Linked DNA regions of Gossypium hirsutum: region 1 is linked to region 2. Evidence: chromatin contacts called from public Hi-C data. All regions are on one chromosome and are shown on one strand. The core of a region is the stretch at or near the end of the contact, and the rest is flanking DNA. Distances in the headings are between cores, read along the strand shown.

The links. A called contact is a pair of places that touch in the nucleus more often than the background predicts.
Region 1: a Hi-C map of leaf shows a contact between it and region 2, with 3 times the contacts expected there. The contact joins the promoter of LOC107893539 here to the enhancer-like site in region 2. A contact is called at or near these places in 6 of 34 Hi-C or Micro-C datasets (anther, hypocotyl and leaf).

The regions. Positions count from the first base shown.
Region 1 is chrD13:46,347,462-46,350,611 of Gossypium_hirsutum_v2.1, forward strand. LOC107893539 (E3 ubiquitin-protein ligase RGLG4) reads right to left here and starts at 1,721. Exons shown (of 11, transcript XM_041108954.1): 1 at 1,222-1,721. The coding sequence starts at 1,434.
Region 2 is chrD13:46,260,701-46,264,357 of Gossypium_hirsutum_v2.1, forward strand. No RefSeq gene overlaps it. Among protein-coding and RNA genes, the nearest start is that of LOC107893533, 11 kb to the right of the region's middle. Within about 2 kb of position 1,546, at least 2 of the 9 cell types and tissues checked have an H3K27ac peak or open chromatin away from gene starts, as enhancers often do. A contact at or near this core is called in leaf, where this site is marked.

The DNA.
Region 1 (3,150 bases), core at 471-2,970, 87 kb after region 2:
GCTATAGTGAACTTGTAAACATGAAGGCAGTGAAGCTTATCTTTCTATTTCTTAAAAATTGAATTTTAAAATAAAGTCGAAATTTTTATCCAAAAGAGATTTTTATTTTTTATTTTTAACTTGTTTACCAAGTTTATTTGTCAAATTTATGCGGCTGAATTGATAAATCACCTCTGAAGCATGCCTACGCTATGATTAATAAGTTGAAATATTTGAAGTTGAAGTTATGATTGACTTGGAAATTTGGGATACGCTGCATAAAGCGCGCGGCAAGTGACAAGATACTAGTGGACTAGACTTCATAATGCGACATTATTATTTTTTTAAAATATTAAAATTGGCATGCTACATAATTTTTATCCATGAAATATGTTATACAAATTGAAATGGAATAATTCGTGTTTATTGGGTTTACTTTATATTTAAAAAATAATTATTTATAAGAACCAATTTTAACCTCAGTTGTAAATTAGATAAATGAAAAGCATAAATATAGGAACTGATTGCATCGGAGTAGAGATCTTATTACGGGTGAGTTTGGATGGGCGATGCGTTTACCTTCGGTTAGTGTAAAAACAGCGGTGGCGGTAAAATTAGATACTGTAGCGATACTGTAGCGTGAGACAAAAAGCAAGCTAAACGTACCGCACCGCACCCAATCTAGCCCATCCAAACCCACCCTAAATATGATTGTATTCAGACGAAAACTGAGACTGACAGATACCGTTGACTATAAAACATTATGGTATATAATAATACAAAAATCAACTCCTCTCTCTTCTCTATAATCCGGTACCCCCCCAAACGCACCAAATGACTCTAAGGGTGAATTTGGATGGACAGTGCGTTTACCTGCGGTTAGTATAAAAATAACGGTGGCGGTGAGATTAGATACTGTAGTGATACTGTAGCGTGAGACAAAAAGTAAGCTAAACGCACCGCACCGCACCCAGTCACCCATCCAAACCCATCATAAACTAATTAGCTCCAAAATGACTTAATCCCAGCATCATCACACCTAAGTCAACTTTAAATTCAACTACCTAATTAAACATTTTCTCTTACTAATTCTTTTAGAATAATAAAACACTTTCTCTATGTGTAAAAAAGAAGAAAAAAAATATACCATTAGCTAGCGAATTATGCCCCCTCCAAATATCAACAAAAATATAATAATAAAGAAGAAGATATTTGAACTAGATTTAAAGTTGGAGAGGGAACCTGATCGAAGGTTGAGAAATGATCAGGAATAAACCCATACTTCTGCTTTGTAGATTGCTTTCTTTGTGGCCCGGAAGGTTCATTAATCGGAGCAGTGCTTTCCCCTCCGCGAGTAGAAATTTGCAGCGGTGCGGCGGCCATGGATGTTCTTTTTTTTAAATATTCAAAAATTTGCATCTGCTTCAGCTTCCGTTTAGAAAGAAAATTACCCATCTCATCTTCCACTTATTTTCTTTGATAAAATTGGTTTATTTATATCGTATTATATGTAAACCAGCAGAATAAAGAAACACAGTAAAAGTTTTGGGGGTTTGGTAAAGCAAGAATATTTGGTGCAGAAATCCTTATGTTATGTGAGACGAAAGGAACCAAAATTGTTCTTTTCTTCAGCCAAACAAGATGCTCCTGGTTTTTTTTAAGAAGCTTAATATGCTATTGGATTATAAACCACTCTTTGCGAAAGCACAATACGCACCATTTGGGTCAAGATATTTCTGTCCAATTCTATTATTAAATTGTCCCTCTACTTGTAAAAAAAGTTTTAAGTTAGTGACTACATTATAATTAAATTTTTGTGTTAATCACTTAATTAAAAAAATTATAATTTAATCATTAAATTATTTTAAACTTTTCATTTAAGTCACTAATTTTATTTAAGCCATTAGGTAATTAAGCTTTTTTTTTTAAAGTTTCACCAACAAGCTCTAAGTGACGATTCAACAATCAGTAGGTAGATTAGTATTCATCGACGAGTAGGAAAACATACTTTAATTCCAAGTTGATCTAAAGGTCAATGTCGGAGATCGAAGAAAAAAGTTATTTGAATTTTTGATTCGCAGATTCGTGATATCTAAAGTTGTTTCATGAAATAGAACTTGAACTATAGAAAAGAAAGAGAAAGAAAGCTTCCGATTGGTGCAAACAATGTGAATAAAAAAAGTCATATAGCATCGGTTTTAACAGTCCTATGACTTAAATGAAAACTTTTAAATAATTCAGTGACCAAAACGAAAGGTTACCCATAATTTAATGATTAATAATAATTTACCCATTTAATATTTACTATTTAAAAAATGACATGATTTTTTGTTATTTTAAGTTCAATCCTAAATAAAAGATTTCATTTGCAGGATAATACAAACTTTAAAAATAGTAACAAACAATAAATGACATTTTATAAATAGTAAATGTTAGCTTTGTTAATATTTGACTTTTTTATTCTTTTTAATAATATAAGAACTAAATTGATTTTTTTATATAAAAATAATATTAAATAATTAAATAATTAATTACAAAAATAAGGTGAAAAACAAATTAATTATAAAAATAGAGTATTTGTTACAATAATTTTTTATACCACCTAACACATAGGTATTAAAGATCGAGGATTATATTACTTTAGATATAAAAAATAATTATTTATAACTAGATTATATTAAACTCACAATGAGGATAAACAAAAATACTAGTAAAAGAACACATTTATAAAAAAAATAAAACATAAATTAGTTTTTTTAAAATAGTAAAATTGAGGATTTAAAGAATATGATGCCCTACATTCAAGTTGCACCATGTGTTGTATTTATTTTTATTTAAAGGATTCAACCCAACATTAATAAAAATATATTTGTTATTTCTATCATTTTAGTTTATATTTTTTGGCAATCAAATTAACATAATAAAAATTAGATTATGTGGCACTCAGGAGGTAAATGAAAGTAAAATCTTGGTATAAAATTATATTATTTGAATAAATTATAGATGGAGCAGTAAAAGTTTTATGTATAATTTTTATTAATGTTGGGTTGAATCCTTTATAGTCTATTTATTTTTTGTTGTTTTATAAAGATTTTATATATAACTACAGTTACTTAATTTTGTTTAAAATTTTATTTTTTACCACCGAATTTTTTGAGAAGAGACTATTTT
Region 2 (3,657 bases), core at 296-2,795:
ATTTCAAGTCAATAATTGCAGCAAAACAATTGCAATGATAATGAAACTAAGACATGCCCAAACAAATTAAAGATATTAGTCATCAGTAAGGCTTTGCGTTTGAGAAATGGAAGAAACAAAAGAATTGTGTCAATGGTATTAGATTTTTATTTGTCTCTGAGGAAACCGAACGCGATATCGAAGACAACATAATTACATATAGGTCTTTAAGCTTAAATCAAAAGTAAAAAAAAAATGTCACAAGTGGCCATTCAATTGGCTAATGTGTTACATCAACAATCCGTTAGTGGATTAACAGAGTTTTTAACAGCAATGATTAGTTCGAACAATTATCTTAATTAGAGCAATTAAATTGAGAAAAAAATTAAAATGACCAAAATGAAAGGAATCTTATTTTGGAGTGACTTTAGATGGAATTTACCCAAAAGAATATATTTAACGTAGACATTTCAATAATTACATGTGAAATCAATTATTATCCATGTTGTTTTTGTTGTGGCCGTTGGTTGAATGTTACTGGAGTCCACGTTATGGCCCCTACAACACTACGCAAAACTTGGAAGCTTGGTTCACTTGCTTTCTAAAATAAATTCAAAAAATACTGTTTAAGATATTCACTTTGATTTCAATTTTCATCTATCTTCTAACTTATAATACTTTTTTATTTATATAAATTATAATCCATAATATTTAAAAACGTTTGTTAATTTTTTATTTTAATAAATAATATAATTATTAACTATTGAATAAAACATATTTCTATTTTTTTTGCTTTAAAAATAATGAGTAAGTTTTAGTGGTGAGTTCAATTCGATTTTATTGATTTTTGAAATTCTTGAATTGAGTCTAACTTTTAATTTTTCACACTAATTTTGGATTTTGAAATTTATTTTGACAAATTAAGTTTTCTTTCAAGACTTTGGACGTTATAGGGTAAAGTTTCAAACTATTTTTTTTACTATAAATATTTCAAAAAAATCAAGTAAATAAATGATAACAATAATTCTTATATATAATTTTTTTGAAAAATAATTATTTATATAGCGTTTTTGGTTTGGGTAATTACAAATTTTAACTTGTATTCTATAAATTGTTGAACTATTTTAAATTTGTTCAATTATTTATTTTTTTGTTAAGTAAATTTAAATAGACTTGACTAATCATTTATGAATTCAAATAAATTTAGAGTTTGATAATATTAAATCTGATCCGATCACAGCTCTGGTAAGGCAAAGTGGCAAACAACATTTTGAGTTACCCGAGTAGGCAAGTGCTATCTAACTCGGTGTTTGACAGCTACCATTTGCTTGTACTCATATGGCAATGGACATCCTAAATAGTGAAAAAGTAGAAGCTTTTAAATGATGCAAGTAATGTTCAAATCTTTTCATTTTTCTTTTTAATTATAATTTCTATTTATAGAAAGAAACAGGGTAGAATCTAAAACATTTACTTTTTCATAAAAAAGGAAAAAAGAACAAAAAATTTGATAGATAAAGAAGCCCATAGTTTTAGTACGAATGGCGGTCCCATTTGGGAATGAGATGGGCTATGTACTGATTTTGGGCTGTGGTGGACATGGGTGATTTTGTTGCCTCATTACTTGGACAGCTTTGAAACATTTCGATTTCTTCTTTCAAATAGGCCATGAAGAAAATGTGGGTTCCAATATTCGAACTAAAATGGGTAAATTTTGGTTTACATGCTTCGACTCAAAATATGTCAGAAAAGTTGGAAGTTGTTGCTTAACTTCTTGTGCTAACATCTACAACATATAATTTATAACATTTCACTGTCATGGTGGGTGTTCATAATTTATTCACCCTCCTTGAAACTTTCTTTCCATCGTAGCCTTCTACTCTTTCATTGTTGTGAAAGTGCAATAGGTCGGATTGGGTACATACAGCCATATTTTTGGCTAAACTTATTTTCAGAATTCTTCCATATTTTGAACAAATCTTCAATTTCAGACATATAACCTATCTCTTAAAAAGTGTAATATGCAATTAAAGAATGTTAGTAAAAATAAAAATCGAGACTTTTATAGATGAACAGGATATATGGTAAAAAAATCATGCAGTTGTGCAATAAAATGAAGGTATATATATATATATATAACAGAGAATAATTAAATTAATAAGAAATACTATGGCTTTCACTTTGAAAAGAAAAAAAGACATGAAAACTACTTGAGAGTGGGGTTGGGAGTGAGACAGAAGAAGCTTCTGGACCGAATAGTCTACTTTTGTACAGAAAATTTCTGAAATTCACAAATTACTAAAGGCTGCCAAACGATTAAACAAATAGAATCCAAAGTGCTTTAGAGAGGTTTACAAATGATATAGAATTGCATGGAAGAACGTGCCTACCTATTACCATCTTTTATATACTTTGATCATCATGATTGTAATTCATCCATTGGATGGACTTGGAAGTTTAACTCTAATTACAATGACACTTAGTTAGTGAGAGAGAGAGAGAGAAAAGGGAAGCATATAGATAGATAGATAGATGCATAAACTTTTTAACTTTAGTTATGCACATTATAAAGATAGAAGCTTCATCGATATGTGAAGTCGTGGGAGTGAGTTGTGTATTCTTCCCCCTCTTCTTTAGGCTTTATTACCTTTCTTTTGTTTTTTTCCTTTTCCAATATACATCTCTCTCTTAAGCTGTGTGAGTTTTAGTTACGTAGGTATATATGTATTGGAGACAAGGAGCTTTTTTGACAACTTGCAGTCCCCAAAATTTTCTCTGCAACCAATAAAGGTAACTCTGGCAGTGGCAGTGACAGTGGCACCACCATCTTTTTCTATATCCTCGACAAACAAAAGGAGCTCTCCCCTTTGGTCCATATTTGGATCTACTGTCTTAGATTACCATGCATTCTATACATACATATAGATGACAAAATGTTATGTCTTCATGCAAATCATTATCCTTGTAAACATAAGAATTCTATTGCTATCTCACTATTTCGAGACCCCCCCCTTTTTTTTTTCTTTTTACCTTTCTTTGTTCCTCCAAACTCCAATGGCACTTCATAATGATCTTAGAAATAAAATAGTGATAATTTATTTTGTTCTTGACTTCATTTTGTTTTTGGTCCCAACATATATTGTTTTCCATTATGAATAAATTGCATTTTGAAATTGTTTGGATGTTGGAATAAGCTTAAAGATCCATCATAAGATAATAGTAATAAATACACTTTGTTTTATTAAAGTTTAATAGTATGAACTTTAAACTTTTTTTTAAAAATCAATTGAGTCCTTAAATTAACAAAATTGATTAGCTAAACCCTTTAACTAACATTGACGGTTAATATTCCACGGCACCATTAATGTGACCGTTAACAAACGTCACATTAGCAACAATTGTTGACATACGTCAATAAAAATAAATTAAAATTATTTTAAAAATAAGTACATAGTAAATGTTGACAACTAATTGTCAATGTTCATTTGAATCTGGATACTCATGTATCCAAATACATTTTGAAATTGTAAAATTTTAAAATTTATAAAAAAATTATTAGAAATTAATTGAAAATTCATAAAATTTATATAAAGCAATTTCCTTATGAACTGCTTCTATCTTTGCTTGCAAACTTCTTAAGGGATTTACATTAAAATGATTATATGCACATATACGTCC